Regions from separate parts of the Ovis aries genome. Here regions 1 and 3 are each linked to region 2. The links are chromatin contacts, called in public Hi-C maps. All regions are on one chromosome and are shown on one strand. Each heading gives the region's core, a stretch centred on a gene start, on an enhancer-like site or on the middle of the called end of the contact. The rest is flanking DNA. Distances are from core to core; before and after follow the strand shown.

Region 1 (4,071 bases), core at 42-2,541, 82 kb before region 2:
TATTTGGGGGCCCATGGGAGGGACTGGGAGAGAGAGGCATCGAGGCCTGTCTGCACAGGCTCCCACCACCTGGGCCCCACTCTGGCGCTTGCTGCCAGCGTTTCGCCCCACCAGGTTCAGCCTGGGTGACCACTGGCTCTTCCCTCCAGGGTGGGCTGGGGGTGTTTGTCCAGCTGATGCCCATCCTCATCCTGATCCTCGTGTCAGCTCTCAGCCAGCTCATGGTGTCCAGTCCACCCTACAGTCTGAGCCTAAGACCGTGAGTACCTGCCGCTGGGGTGAGTCCAGGGTTGTGGGTACACGGTGGGGTGGGGCAGGAGCTTTGGAGTCTTAGCCCCGACCAGGGGCCTTCCTTCCCATCCTCTTCCAGCAGGTGCCTGATCAAATTGCAGAAGCTGCTTAGAATCAAGAAAACAGACCTTGTTAAGCTGAGGTTCTTGATCTTTTTAGGATCATAGTCCCCTAAGAAAACGCAGTGAAACCTGCGGCTCTTTTCCCTAGAACGCTGTGCGTGCACACCGTTTGGGGTGTGGTTTCACAGGTTTCATGACACTCTCCCCATCTTACTGCTGGCCTCGAAACAGGAACCTCTGTTCTTCCATTCCGCTTGAGGGCCCTGAGACCATGAGAAGAACAGAGGCTCTAGAGTCAGAGCAAGGGTCGCTTTGAATCCCAGCTCCTCTACTAACTAAGCAGCTCTGTGACCCTGGACTAGTTATGTAACTTCTCTGAGCCTTTGTTTCCTCACCTACAAAATGGGAATATCTGCTTGTGATAATTAAATGAGTTATACACATAAAATGCCAGGCTCGTTAGAAATGCTTGCTGCTGCTGCTGCTGCTAAGTCGCTTCAGTCGTGTCCGACTCTGTGCGACCCCAGAGACGGCAGCCCACAGGCTCCCCTGTCCCTGGGATTCTCCAGGCAAGAACACTGGAGTGGGTTGCCATTTCCTTCTCCAATGCATGAAAGTGAAAAGTGAAAGTGAAGTCGCTCAGTCGTGTCCGACCCTTACCCACCCCGTGGACTGCAGCCTTCCAGGCTCCTCTGTCCATGGGATTTTCCAGGCAAGAGTACTGGAGTGGGTGCCATTGCCTTCTCCGAGAAATGCTTGCTAACATTTGTCAAATGAATATACGGTCTCAACCACGATGGTGAACTTGGGCAAGTTATTTGCCCTTTTAAGGCATCAGCTGCCCTCATTTATTTCCAGCACCTGACCAAGTATCTGATATAGAGCTAGAAGCCCAGTGCTCCCACCTAGCGGCCAGGCTCAGCCTGGGAGCCTGGCAGGATCCCTCTGAGCCAGCAGGGGGCAGAGTCGGTCCACTGGATCCACACCAGCCAGCACAGGCACTCTGTGTCCTGATGCCATCCTTTTTCTCTGTAGCTAGAGAGCTGAGAGGCAGGAATGGGCAGACAGAAGCTGTCCTCACCAAACCACTGACTCCTATCAGCACATAGAGGCTTTTCCCTGAGCCTGCACGCGTTATGCTAAGTCACTTCAGTCACGTCTGACTCTGTAACCCCATGGACTATAGGCTGCCAGGCCCCTCTCTCCATGGGATTCTCCAAGCAAGAATACTGGAGTGGGTTGCCATTTCCTCGTTCAGGGGATCTTTCCGACCGAAGGATTGAACCTGCATCTCTCATGTCTCCTGCATTGGCAGGCAGATTCTTTACCACTAGGGCCACCTGGGAAGCCCTGAGCCTGCAGAGCCTGCAGTTGGAGCTAGAAGATTCCAAGAGGTGGAAGGATATAGTGCCTTAGAATCCTTCCTGTCATTTTGTCCCTAAGCCTCTCCACTCTGGACTGGGAGCCCCTGGATAGGAGGGCAGGCCTTCAGCAAGGATTGGCTTAGGGGATGAACAAGGGAATGGAAGCACGGGGAGCTCAGGTCACACAACTCATCACAGGTGGAACCTGCTTCCCTGACCAGGTCCTCCCAGAGAGGGGCTGCTCCCCAGAGGCCCCAGGCAGCAGTGTGGTAAGCCGAGAGCTGGAGGCACACCTTGCCGTGGTCTGGGCCACTCATACAGGAGGGAGCCTCTTTCTTTTCTCTAGAGCAGCAGGGAGCTCCTGCTCTAGCCCCTACCGCGTGACCTGTGTGGCACCTTCTGTTGCGGGCCCCAGTCATCCCTGGCGATACCTTGGGTCTGTGGATCCACGCCCACTTTGCGCTTGGTCTGTTTCTGGCCAGGTCGGTAGGCCACGTCCACAAGCGAGTCACTGACCACCTGAACGTCGTCTACTATGTGGCAGACACGTTCTCTGAGGAGTACACAGGCTCCAGCCTCAAAATGGTTGAACGGAATGTGGAAGACGATTATATTGCCAATCTTCGAAACAACTGTTGGAAGGAGAAGCAGCAAAGTAAGTTTGTGTGTGTTTGTATGTGTGGGGGTGGGGGTGGGGTGCACAAAGCCTGAGAGCTTGGAAGAAGAAGGCGCTGCTCCCCCGTGATCTGTGGGCCAAGCGCCTGGCCCTGCCCTGCGCCAGCCATGGCCCAGCCAAAAGCCACCTACCACCCCTGTGTTTCCCTGGGGCTAGGAGCCAGGGGCCACCTGGGGATTTCTTCCAGCTTCCTATAAATCACTGCAATCAGCCTGTTGTTTGGCTGCCATAGGTAACTATGTAGAGAGAAATTGGGGCAAATCTCCTGGCCACTCGCTGATTGGACATCTGGATCTATCTGTGGGGCCCTGGGGCAGTCTGCCCAGGATGACAGGTCCTCACCTTGGCTGGCCTCACCTGTGCTCTATCAAAAGGGGCCTCTATCCTGCTCCCCAGCGGGGGTCTACCCTAAAGGGATTCTGCCCCTGTCCCTGGGCCCGTAACTGCCCTTTCCCTCCTGCACAGACCACGCTGACATCGTAGCAGCCTTAGAAGCACACCCCAACTTGCCCCATTGCTTTGCAGAGGAAGGCTTGCTGTACCGGGCCCGCTACTTTGGTGACACAGACCTGTACAACAAAGCACAGAAGATGGGAACCCCAAGCTGCAGCCGACTGTCAGAGGTGCAGGCCTCCCTGCATGGATAGTCCTGGGCCAGCCGTGCCGCCGAGGTCCAAGTATGAGCCAGGGCCTTCTCTGCCTGGCAACTCCTGGCAGCTCTGGTCTTGGTCATGAGGCAGAGGAGGGTATGAGGAGGGAGGGAGGGCGCCAAGTGATCGCGCGGTGCAGTTTCCCTGTCCTCAGCCTGACCCCAGCCTGCAGAGTTGGGAGTGCCCTGGGGTGAGTGGGGAAACTGAAGTCTGTATCAGCCCTCCAGGGTGCCTCCATGCCACTCTACCCTGCCCCCTGGCTCCAGAACTGAGGGGTGCCCAGGGCTCACTTGGTCTACTCCAGCCATGTGGTCCCCCAGGGCCCTTTCCCAAGTGTTACAGACTGTTACCTGTGCCCTGGCATCTAGGCCGCCTGGTATTACTGGGCAGTCAGTAGCCCCCCGACATTCCCCGGCAGACACCAGGATGAACCATGTGGGGATGGGTGAGCCGACAGCCCTTCCTCTTCCCCTGTCCTTCCAGGCAGGAAGAAATGTGGTGCTCGTGGGAGGGAGCCGACAGGCTGGGGGCAGGAGAGGCCCTGCCCCCAGACTGGTGCTAGTCTGGCTGGATCGGAAGCACTCTGAGCAGCTCTTCACCTGGCAGCTGCAGGCATCTGACCGCCCATGCATCTCACCTGTGGTCTGAGGAAGGGAACAAAAGGTCACGAGTTCAGGGTCCAGTGAACAGAGAGCCCTCAGCATAGAGGAATGGGAGGAAAAATTAAAGGTGGTGGTAGCAGGCTCCACCGCGCCACCCTCCCACCTTTCCCCCCGGTACAGCAGGCTCTGTTCCCAGCATTTGCTGGAGGGGACAGCTTGGACCAGGCCCAGAGGTGTGTGGGCAGAGCTGGTCAAGGTTCCTTTTCAGCTGGTGCTCTGCCCACTGCCTCTTCTGCCTGTGTCCCCTCAGCTGCAGGCTCTGCTCTGAGGCCATTCGCTGGTGCCGCTGGGAGAGAGGAACAGACTGCAGGGCCTAGGACTTGGCTTGTCAGTGGGGGCTAAGCTCCAGGCTCCGGGACACATAAC
Region 2 (4,393 bases), core at 153-2,652:
GGGTTGGGAAGATCCCCTGGAGAAGGAAATGGAAACCGACTCCTGTATTTCTGCCTGGGATCCCATGGGGACACAGGAGCCTAGTGGGCTATAGCCCTAGGGTCGCCAAGAGTCAGACATGACAGAGCGACTAAACAACATGTACCCTGTGAGAGGTGAAACAGCACACTGATTAAGAGCTCACTCTGAAGCCTCTTGGCCCAGGTTCACGTCCTGGCTTTGTTACTTGCCGTCTGATTCGGGACAAATCACTCCACCTCTCTGCTCCTCAGCTGTCTCATCTATAGAATGCAGATAATGATAGTACCTACATCAGAGGTGTCAGGAAGGTTAATATAACTAAAGCATTTGGAACACTCATAGGCACAGTAAACAACAGCTATCCAAAACTACCAATGAATATTTAGTCCTGAATCTTTTTTTTTTCCCCTGCAGATTCCAATTTTTCATACTTAGTATGTTTCAACACACTCATGGGAAAAGTCTTAATTCTCTCCATTTGACACAGAGTGTCAATGTCAAATGTCTCTTAGAATGGAAAGTGCATGCTCAAGAAGAGGGATAATGCACCCCATTCTCTCATTTTAAGGTTAATGATCTTAGGAAGAACCCTTTGCTTAGGAAAAGGGGAAGTTGTTGTCTTTCAACTCTCAAGACCTAGCACAGAACCTGGATTAGTGTTTCCTGAATGAATAAGGAACAAATGACAGAACACAGGGTTAGCAGGGGATAAGAAAAGTTTGATGTCAGGAGGGTTGGTCCATGATTGGTTTTTTCTCCCTCATTCTGTAGATCTGTTTACACAACTGTTTTTCCAATAAGGCTGCCAAGCCCAAGGTAAGTGCTCAGTAACATTTTGTTGAATATTCAAATACTAATGATGAAATAAGCTGGGACTTGACCCAATAAGGGAAGCTGGAACTATTGGCAGTAGAGAGTCTTACAGGAGAGCAGAGATACTGCATGGCTGTGTTCAGTGACAGGATGATCAACACATTTACCTCATGCATGGCAGGGATGCCCTCGTATTCATAAACCACTTTCCTTCCTAGCAGATACATGCTTATTCTTGAAAAGAATCCTTTTTAAAAAGTCTCCTTATCAAAAAGACAAGCAATCATTAAACTCCATCATCAGAAATCATTCCAAATAGCTGGATTACCAATCAAAAAGGTGCTGCAGCTAAAAACAGCTTGGGTGGAAAGGGGCTGAAGAGGGGATGGGTCAGAATGTCAGCTGTTCCCAAGCGAACTCCAAGCCATGACCCCACACCCACCCAGACCGCCATCTCACCCCACCTCCCCCGTCTCCAGGGGGCGACGCCACTGGCGCCATCCCACTGCGCAGGCGCCACCGCTTGGCCCGCATGCGCAATTGTCTCGTGCGGCCTGAGGAAATTTCCTCTTACACGCCCACTGCGGCAGGCTCCAGTTCCTCCTCCTCCTTTCTCCACTTTACTAGTCCCTTCAGGTAGGATCCCAGGGATCAGCTCCCTTTCCAGCAAGCTCCCGAGGGTCCCTGGGCCCTCGACCACTTACCTCAGCTGGTTTGGCACTTTACAGCCCCGCCCCCAACTGCAGCGGCTGCGTTTTCTACGGCGAGGCGGCGGCGTGCTCGCGCCCGTGCGGAGGGAGCCCGCGGCGGCCGCGGCGTGCGCGCGCCAGTGCAGTGGTGGGCGTGGCCGGGGCGGAGAGCCGCGGAGACCCGGTTCTGGGAGAGACCTTGTGGGTCCTTCGTCTGCTCTCACTGCATCGGTTTTCCTACCACCGCGGAGTCCTTCTCTGTTCGCTTGCTTTGACGTACTGGGATTGATTTTTGCTCGCTTTTATGATTCAGGGTTTCATCTTCGCTCCCGGACCTTGTAGGCCTGCTTTCCTCTCTGTCTCTCCAAACCACCACGGAGCAGGATTAAATTGGCTATTCCCCCATCCTTCCTCCTGAGTAGTCTTGTAGCCCAGGGCCTTATAGGAAAGGCAGATGGAGGGTTTGCTATCTCTGAGACAACCTTCTCTTCCACAGCTCAGTTTGAGGACCTACCTTGACACTGACGTCTACTTTTGTGGCGAGCCTTTTTTTTTTTTTTTCTTTGAGAGGTCCTGGGGAATTGAGTATTAGGGTGTAATGTCATTAAAGTATTGCTAGTTATGCCTCCTCTTTCGATGTTCAAGTCTGTTTATCTTGTATATTGTTGTTTCTCACAAGACGAAACTAACTCATTGGTTCTGTAAGCAGATTACCAATGAATGAAAGCGATTTACTTCCTGAGGTTAGATTGAGCATTAGTGTGTTTAGTAAGGATTGATCTTTTTGGAGGGGGACCGCTTAAGTTATTTTGGGTTTCAAGACCATGTGCCATAAGTGGTAGGAACCTTGGTTAAACGTAACCAGAGCTACCCCTAAGAAGCTTTGCTTCCTAAATTGTTAATTCATTAAGTGGTGACTAGAAACTTGGTTTCTCCCAGAGTGATGTACAGTTTTTGGCAGTGACTATAGAAACTGAATTCCTTCCCTCAGCAATGTGTTAGTTTGAAGAACCATGTTGGATAAGTCATATTTTAACTTTGTTTTAATAGGCAACTGGATCTAATTGTTGAGTATGTATTTCTAGCACCTGTAAAAGTAGTTAAGGATTTTTTTGTCCTCCCCTTGAGGATAAATGTATTCAGTTCAGTTCAGTTCAGCTCATTTCAGTTGCTCAGTCGTATCCAACTCTTTGCGACCCCATGAATCGCAGCACACCAGGCATATCCCTAATTCTCTTAACTGTCATACTGGATAAGAGGGTGAGACACTTCACAAATGTTCAGATAAGCACAGAGGTTGAATTTTACTCCTTTTAGGTTAAAGTAATGAAGAGACCTCTAGTCTCTCTTCCAAAGTCATGGACAGGCTCAGTATCTTATAATCACTTTTTTTGAGGAATGCTGAATAGTTTGCAAATTACTGTCTTGAGTGTGCCAGAAGTGGAATAGTGTAGTGGAAAATGCAGCAATTGACTTACTAAAACAGCTTCTAGATAGGGGAAATCTCGTGGAAACAGTAATGCTTTTGCTTAGCATGGACTATAAACTGATGCCCAGTTCTCTCCTTGTAGGCCTGTGTAAAGATCCACATAATCATGGAAGTTCTGCGTCCCCAGCTTATAAAAATTGGTGGACGGGTTTATAGGAAGAATCCCATCCAAGAACAGACTTATCAACATGAAGAAGAAGATGATGACTATTACCAAGGTAATCTTAGTTGCTTTTTGGTCAGATTAGAAGTACAATGTTATCCATATTGTATAAGCAATCTTTGTTTCAGTGTTTCTGTGAGAGCACTGAAATTTGACTTGTTTGGCCTCTCACAGCTCCCTTGTTGATTCTGAGTGGGCTGGTGAGTTTGTTTGAGGAGGTGTTCTCAGTTCATAAGTTAAGTTGTGTCTCATCTTTGTGCAGAGGCTTAAATGTAATAAGGGGTAATTTTAGTTAGCTATTAATATTAACAATTGTCTGTGGCAAAATTAAGTTCTTTTATCTGTAAAGCTATGAACTAGTTTTTATAAATTGTTGAAATAAATGAACATACGCCCAATATTAACTGTTGTTGTTGTGTCATAATTCTTTTCTTCTCTGCAGTCATATTCAGGCAGTTTCAAATACACAACCATCGTGGCTGTTTCCCTTCAGCCCTGGGGCCTTGAGCTCTTATTTCAGCCTCCTGTTTTCTCTTTGTCTTGGCTGTATGGAGTAAATTCTCCAGTATCACTCCTACCTACCTCATTCACTGAAGTGATTTTGTGTCCTAATACTAAAAACCGCTGAGTTGTACATTTTAAGAGGATGAATTTTATGTGAATTATGTCTCTGTAAAATAGTACACAAGATTTATTTCTGGGAGAAAACAATTAAATAATGGTATGTAGATACTCCTTTTTCCAAGGTTCCAAGATTGGAAGATTTAAAATAGTCATGTGTTTTTATTCTTTATTTTTTTGTCTAAGAGCAGGTGAGGAGGAACGTTGGAGCAGTGTTCTGCAGTGTAAAGTGTATGGCTGTTCTTTTTGTGTGTGTATTGCTTTTCTTTAAACCTCAAGAATGGTTGGATAGCTGAGGAGAAGAAAGACTGTTGTCCACAGAGCAACAGCTCTGAGTGAGATGTTATGGTTTCTGTACAGGCCTCATGGAGTGTGCAGAAGAGCCCTGTGAAACCTACGAGGTGGTGCAGACCCTACAAGGTTTCCGATGTACCGTCAAGGCCCCCAGCCTCCTCTACAAGTGAGTGATGCCCCTTGGCAGCTTCATGGGAAGGCACTTCCAGGAAACTTAGAAGGAAGCTGATTCTTCTCCTTTCCACACTTATTACAGTACTTATTAGTGACAATATGGTTTAGTGTGTAACATCCTAGAATTTC
Region 3 (4,403 bases), core at 1,591-4,090, 91 kb after region 2:
GATTTTTCTCTTCACCCACAGAATCACTCTCCAAAGCTCCTGTGTAATCTATTTTTACTCAGGAACAGCCCATGTGCTAAAAAGTAGGTGGTCCATTTCTGACTGTTGAGGATTTGCTTCTGAGTGTTAAATTAACCTAAGAAATTTAAATGAAAAGAGTTCTTCAGGATTCCATTATCTTTCTCCCACAGACCACATTCTGTAACATCCACAGTTTTAAGCCCTCTCTGTCAGGTTAACATGCCATTGTGCCTCTGGGAAAAGGGAAACATAAGTTGATATCAAAGGAAAGGTTTTTGATTCTTCATTTTACTTGTTCTATAATGGTTTGGGTCATGTATTTTCAAGGCCATGGGTGTTTTTTGGAGCTGGGAGGGAGAAGATGTAAATAGTAAAACTTCAGAGCAAGCTCTAGCTTTAGAAATGTTTTTTCTTTTTCCTCCATTCCTTTATCTTGTCACTTGACAGATTTCTTGCCTAATGCCTAATGTGACCCCATTGCCTCTAATTAATGACATCACTCTTCAGCAGCTGCAAGCTTCTTATTGCAGAGCCTAGCAGAGCAATGGCAGCATTCTCTTAAGGCAGGCATTCCAGCTTCCACATTACAGAGCTTTGTTGATTCCTTCTTTTCCTTACCTTTCCTCTCTTTGAATAGTTTTATTTTCAAAGTAGCTCTGGTAGCTTCAGTTTGAGTGGCAATTTGCTAATGAATTCAGTTGCAGTTAACTTTTTTCCCAGGCCACAGCTTTATTGTGATATGAATCTCTTTCCTCCTCTAGCTCATTTCCTGAGGCTTTTAAAATAATAGCATTCATTATTTTGCTTTTTTTGTTGCTGTTAATTTGATAAAGAAGCTAGAGGAATGGGGAAAGACATCTGTTGGAATGACTCAAGCTAACTTAGTTCCTTTGAAATTACAATTAAGCCCAAAAGGTATATTGATGCAAGTTGAGGGTGAGGTACTTTAACATCTGTAAGAAGGTAATCACAGGTAGCCTGAGAAGTGACTGTATGAACAGTATGGGTCTCTTGTTTGGTATTTAACTTCTCTCATTCTGGAAAGTCAGTTTACCATTTAAAGATGCTTGACTTGGGAATCTTTCTAACCCACCCCAATGATAACATGGACATAGCTCCCTCTAGTGTTGACAAAGCTTGCTGTAATAGTTGTACCCTTACTGTGTAATGCCTAATTGGGATTTTACAACTGGGCCCAATGAGGTTCTTGCAAACTATTTAATCCAGTTCCTCATTTTACTCTCTAAGGGTGCAAGATCCAATATGGTTAAAGTGACTTGCCAAAGGTTGCTGCTAGATAGTAGCAGAGTTTAAATCAGAAAAAAATATTTAAAACTCACAAATTAGCTTTTCTACCTTCTTTATAAAGATGCTCAGTGTTTAGGCAGAGATCAGTAGATACTTGAAATTGGGCCTCTCTGTTTGAAATGTGATAATATCTGACGACATAAATGTTGGGGCAGTGGGTATGCCAGTTAGTCTAAAACTGGCTAATTAACAATTAGGCTTTTGAGGTGAATGTAATACTAAGACCAACAGAACTATTGACTGTGTGCTATCTGTCAGACCATGTGCTCTGCAGATAAAACAGTCATGATACAGTCCCTACCTTCCAGGAGCTTCCTATCTCTGAGAGATATAGCAGATTAATAGGTAATTACAGTATAAAATGATGGTAGCAGATTATGAGATGGAGGAAGAGAAGTACCTTTGAACACAGGTCCTTTGAACACAGGTAGTTGTAACAAAATATCTTTTGATAGAATATACAACACGTTACTTTTTAATCATTAGTTCCAGAAAATATAATCTTTCATTTATATTTAATCAAAGGAATTAACTTTTCTTTGAGAATAAAGATAAAATGTAGCATCCAACACTGCTCCCCAGACATATAAGAGGCAATAGCTATATTTATAAAGTAGCTGTAGCAGTGCACTTTTTTGGAATTACAAGTCTTTCTCAATTAGAATATGAAAACCCATGGCCCCTGAATCCCTTGCAAAAAAAAACAATCGAGATTTAAAAAACCGATGGATTATATATGTAGTTTTTGTACCAGATAAAATTATTATGTTCAGAAAGGGAAAAAAAAATCACTTTCACTAACAAGATAGGAACTGACTTGGAGTAAACAGAAAGGTTAACAGCATTGGTTGTTAAGGAGCCCAAGTATATGTGTGCAGCATATTAACAGCTACACAGGTCAAGGATCAGGAATGCTGGTGATGGGAAGCAGCCTTGGAAAAAAATCAACTTCATCTGCTATTCAAAGAGAAACAAAACGAGAATGCGAGTCATTGCTCATTGCTGTAAGAATTTAATGAGTAACAGCCAATTGCTATTCTACTCCATGAAGAGAATTGGTCCTTTTGACTCAGTGCAATATGTGTTCTGGATGCCTTAATAAGAAAGAAAAAAAAAAAGATCTCCAATGACTTTTGGAGGTAGAAGCTATGTTTTTCTTTTGTATAGCTCTTTTGAGAATTCTTGCAGCTATTATAGACTAGTATCTGATTATTCCTAGTCAAAATAAGAATTTTACTATTCTAAGAAGGACTTTGAAAGAACTGACAACTAGAGAATCATTCCCTTGTGTTTTTCAAACAAGAAAAACAATGTATTTAGTAATGGTAGTTTTTTATGGAAGACTGACAGATGGCTCTGAAAGGAAGATGTACATGCGAGTGAAGACGACCTTGGCCTCATTAATAGGATAGTGTCCTGTCAGAGTTTCCATTTCTCATCTAAGAGATAGGAGCAAAGATGTGATTTGGTTATCTGTAACACACTGATAAGCTTGTAAATGGAGAAATCGTGCTGACCTAAAAACATTCTGCCAGGAAATAACTGCTCCCTCACTAGCTAGAAGTAGGATGGTCATTGACTGCCAGCTTCTGGAGGGAGAAGTGGTCTTAGTGGCAGTCTTGTTTGGGGGACCCATTAAATGCCCTTATGCAGTTGAATCAGTATTCCAAGACTATGCTTTCAGCAGATTGAATAGGGGTGCAGTAGTAACTGTTTAAAAGCATAGCTTCTAAATGCAAGGTGAAGAGGAGACATTAGAGCCCTAGCTTGTACTCTCCACAGTACAAATAAAGACACAGTAATATATTTGGGAAGGAACAGAAAGTGCTGGAGAAGGAAATGGCCACCCACTCCAGTATTCTTGCCTGGAGAGTCTTGTGGACAGAGAAGCCTGGTGGGCTGCTGTCCATGGGATCGCACAGAGTTGGACACGATGGAAGCGACTTAGCACGCATGCATGCATTGGAGAAAGAAATGGTAACCCACTCCAGTGTTCTTGCCTGGAGAATCCCAGGGACAGAGGAACCTGGTGGGCTGCCATCTATGGGGTCACACAGAGTTGGACACGACTGAAGTGCCTTAACAGCAGCAGCAGCAGCAGCAGAATGTACTGTAGGTCTAAAAGCAAAGGACAAAAGTGCCATTTCTTTAGATACTTAAAAATCCTAGAGCATATAAACCAAGTAAAAAGCACATGTATTTCCATTTTATATATAAGAATATTTAAATTTAGAGAAAGAGGGAATTGGCAGTATTTTACTATATTAATATTTAATAGTACTTTACCTGAGAATGTTTTAAATCTAGCTAGCTACATTGAGAGTTTTCTTGAAAGATGTAAATAAGAGTGACTCAAGTATTTCATTCAGTTTTGCTCTTTTTCCATCTCTGGCTCTTAAAGTATTTAAGAGGACAGTAGAATGAATACATTTAAATGAGAGCTTTGTTTAGTTTTTTTACTTAGGGAAGTTTCTATAAGGAAGATGTTTAAAAATGCATGCTATTTATTCTCTTGGTAAAAGTGCACAAACATATATGTACTTTTAAACGAATAATCATAAAGTGAACAGTATAACTACTACCAAGGTCAAAAAACAGAATGTGCCTCACATGCCCGTTGCTGGCCAACTCTGTGGTCTGTTTGTCTTAAGGTAACAAAGGCACAATTAAGTTCCTAAACACTGTTAGTAAAGAGGTTTGCTTTCAATGATTACTTTGTTTTGGAGTACTAGAAGCATATTGAAAAAAAGGAATTTATTTTTATTCTTTCAAAGGAAGAGAAATTAGATTGAGAACTCAGTCATGATTTTTTTAAGAATATATTAAAAGAAATTATATCAGAAAATATACAAAGGAAGACAAGCATTTAGAAAGTATATTATTTCTGAGGAAGAAAATATTGTGTTTTTTATTATTCAGTTCAATACTAAGCCATATTACATACTGTTCTTGAAAATTACTTCTTAGTCTTGTGGTTCGTCTTTAGAACTTTTTCCTCAAACTTACCTTTTTCAGAAAGCCTGTCCTTGAAAATCTATCACTAAATGTTTCATTGCACTATTACATCAGTATTA

The links. Hi-C and Micro-C count contacts between places; a contact is called where the count stands out from the background.
Region 1: a Hi-C map of hypothalamus shows a contact between it and region 2, with 3 times the contacts expected there. The contact joins the enhancer-like site here to the promoter of ASCC1 in region 2. A contact is called at or near these places in 10 of 16 Hi-C or Micro-C datasets (blood, hypothalamus, liver and 6 more).
Region 3: a Hi-C map of skin fibroblasts shows a contact between it and region 2, with 5 times the contacts expected there. The contact joins the enhancer-like site here to the promoter of ASCC1 in region 2. A contact is called at or near these places in 11 of 16 Hi-C or Micro-C datasets (blood, hypothalamus, liver and 6 more).

What each region holds. Positions count from the first base shown.
Region 1 is chr25:27,602,856-27,606,926 of ARS-UI_Ramb_v3.0, reverse strand. DNAJB12 (DnaJ heat shock protein family (Hsp40) member B12) reads left to right here. Exons shown (of 9, transcript XM_042241167.1): 6 at 150-259; 7 at 2,200-2,372; 8 at 2,919-3,016; 9 at 3,527-4,071. The coding sequence ends at 3,691. Among named protein-coding and RNA genes, the nearest start is that of DNAJB12, 14 kb to the left of the region's middle. Within about 2 kb of position 1,291, at least 18 of the 54 cell types and tissues checked have an H3K27ac peak or open chromatin away from gene starts, as enhancers often do. A contact at or near this core is called in hypothalamus, where this site is marked.
Region 2 is chr25:27,520,293-27,524,685 of ARS-UI_Ramb_v3.0, reverse strand. ASCC1 (activating signal cointegrator 1 complex subunit 1) reads left to right here and starts at 1,402. Exons shown (of 11, transcript XM_004021448.5): 1 at 1,402-1,470; 2 at 3,095-3,230; 3 at 4,157-4,256. The coding sequence starts at 3,119. It overlaps ANAPC16 (anaphase promoting complex subunit 16), which reads right to left and starts at 1,616. Exons shown (of 5, transcript XM_060406604.1): 1 at 1,539-1,616; 2 at 1-16.
Region 3 is chr25:27,430,843-27,435,245 of ARS-UI_Ramb_v3.0, reverse strand. The region is part of intron 9 of ASCC1 (activating signal cointegrator 1 complex subunit 1); the gene reads left to right. Among named protein-coding and RNA genes, the nearest start is that of SPOCK2, 34 kb to the right of the region's middle. Within about 2 kb of position 2,840, at least 3 of the 54 cell types and tissues checked have an H3K27ac peak or open chromatin away from gene starts, as enhancers often do.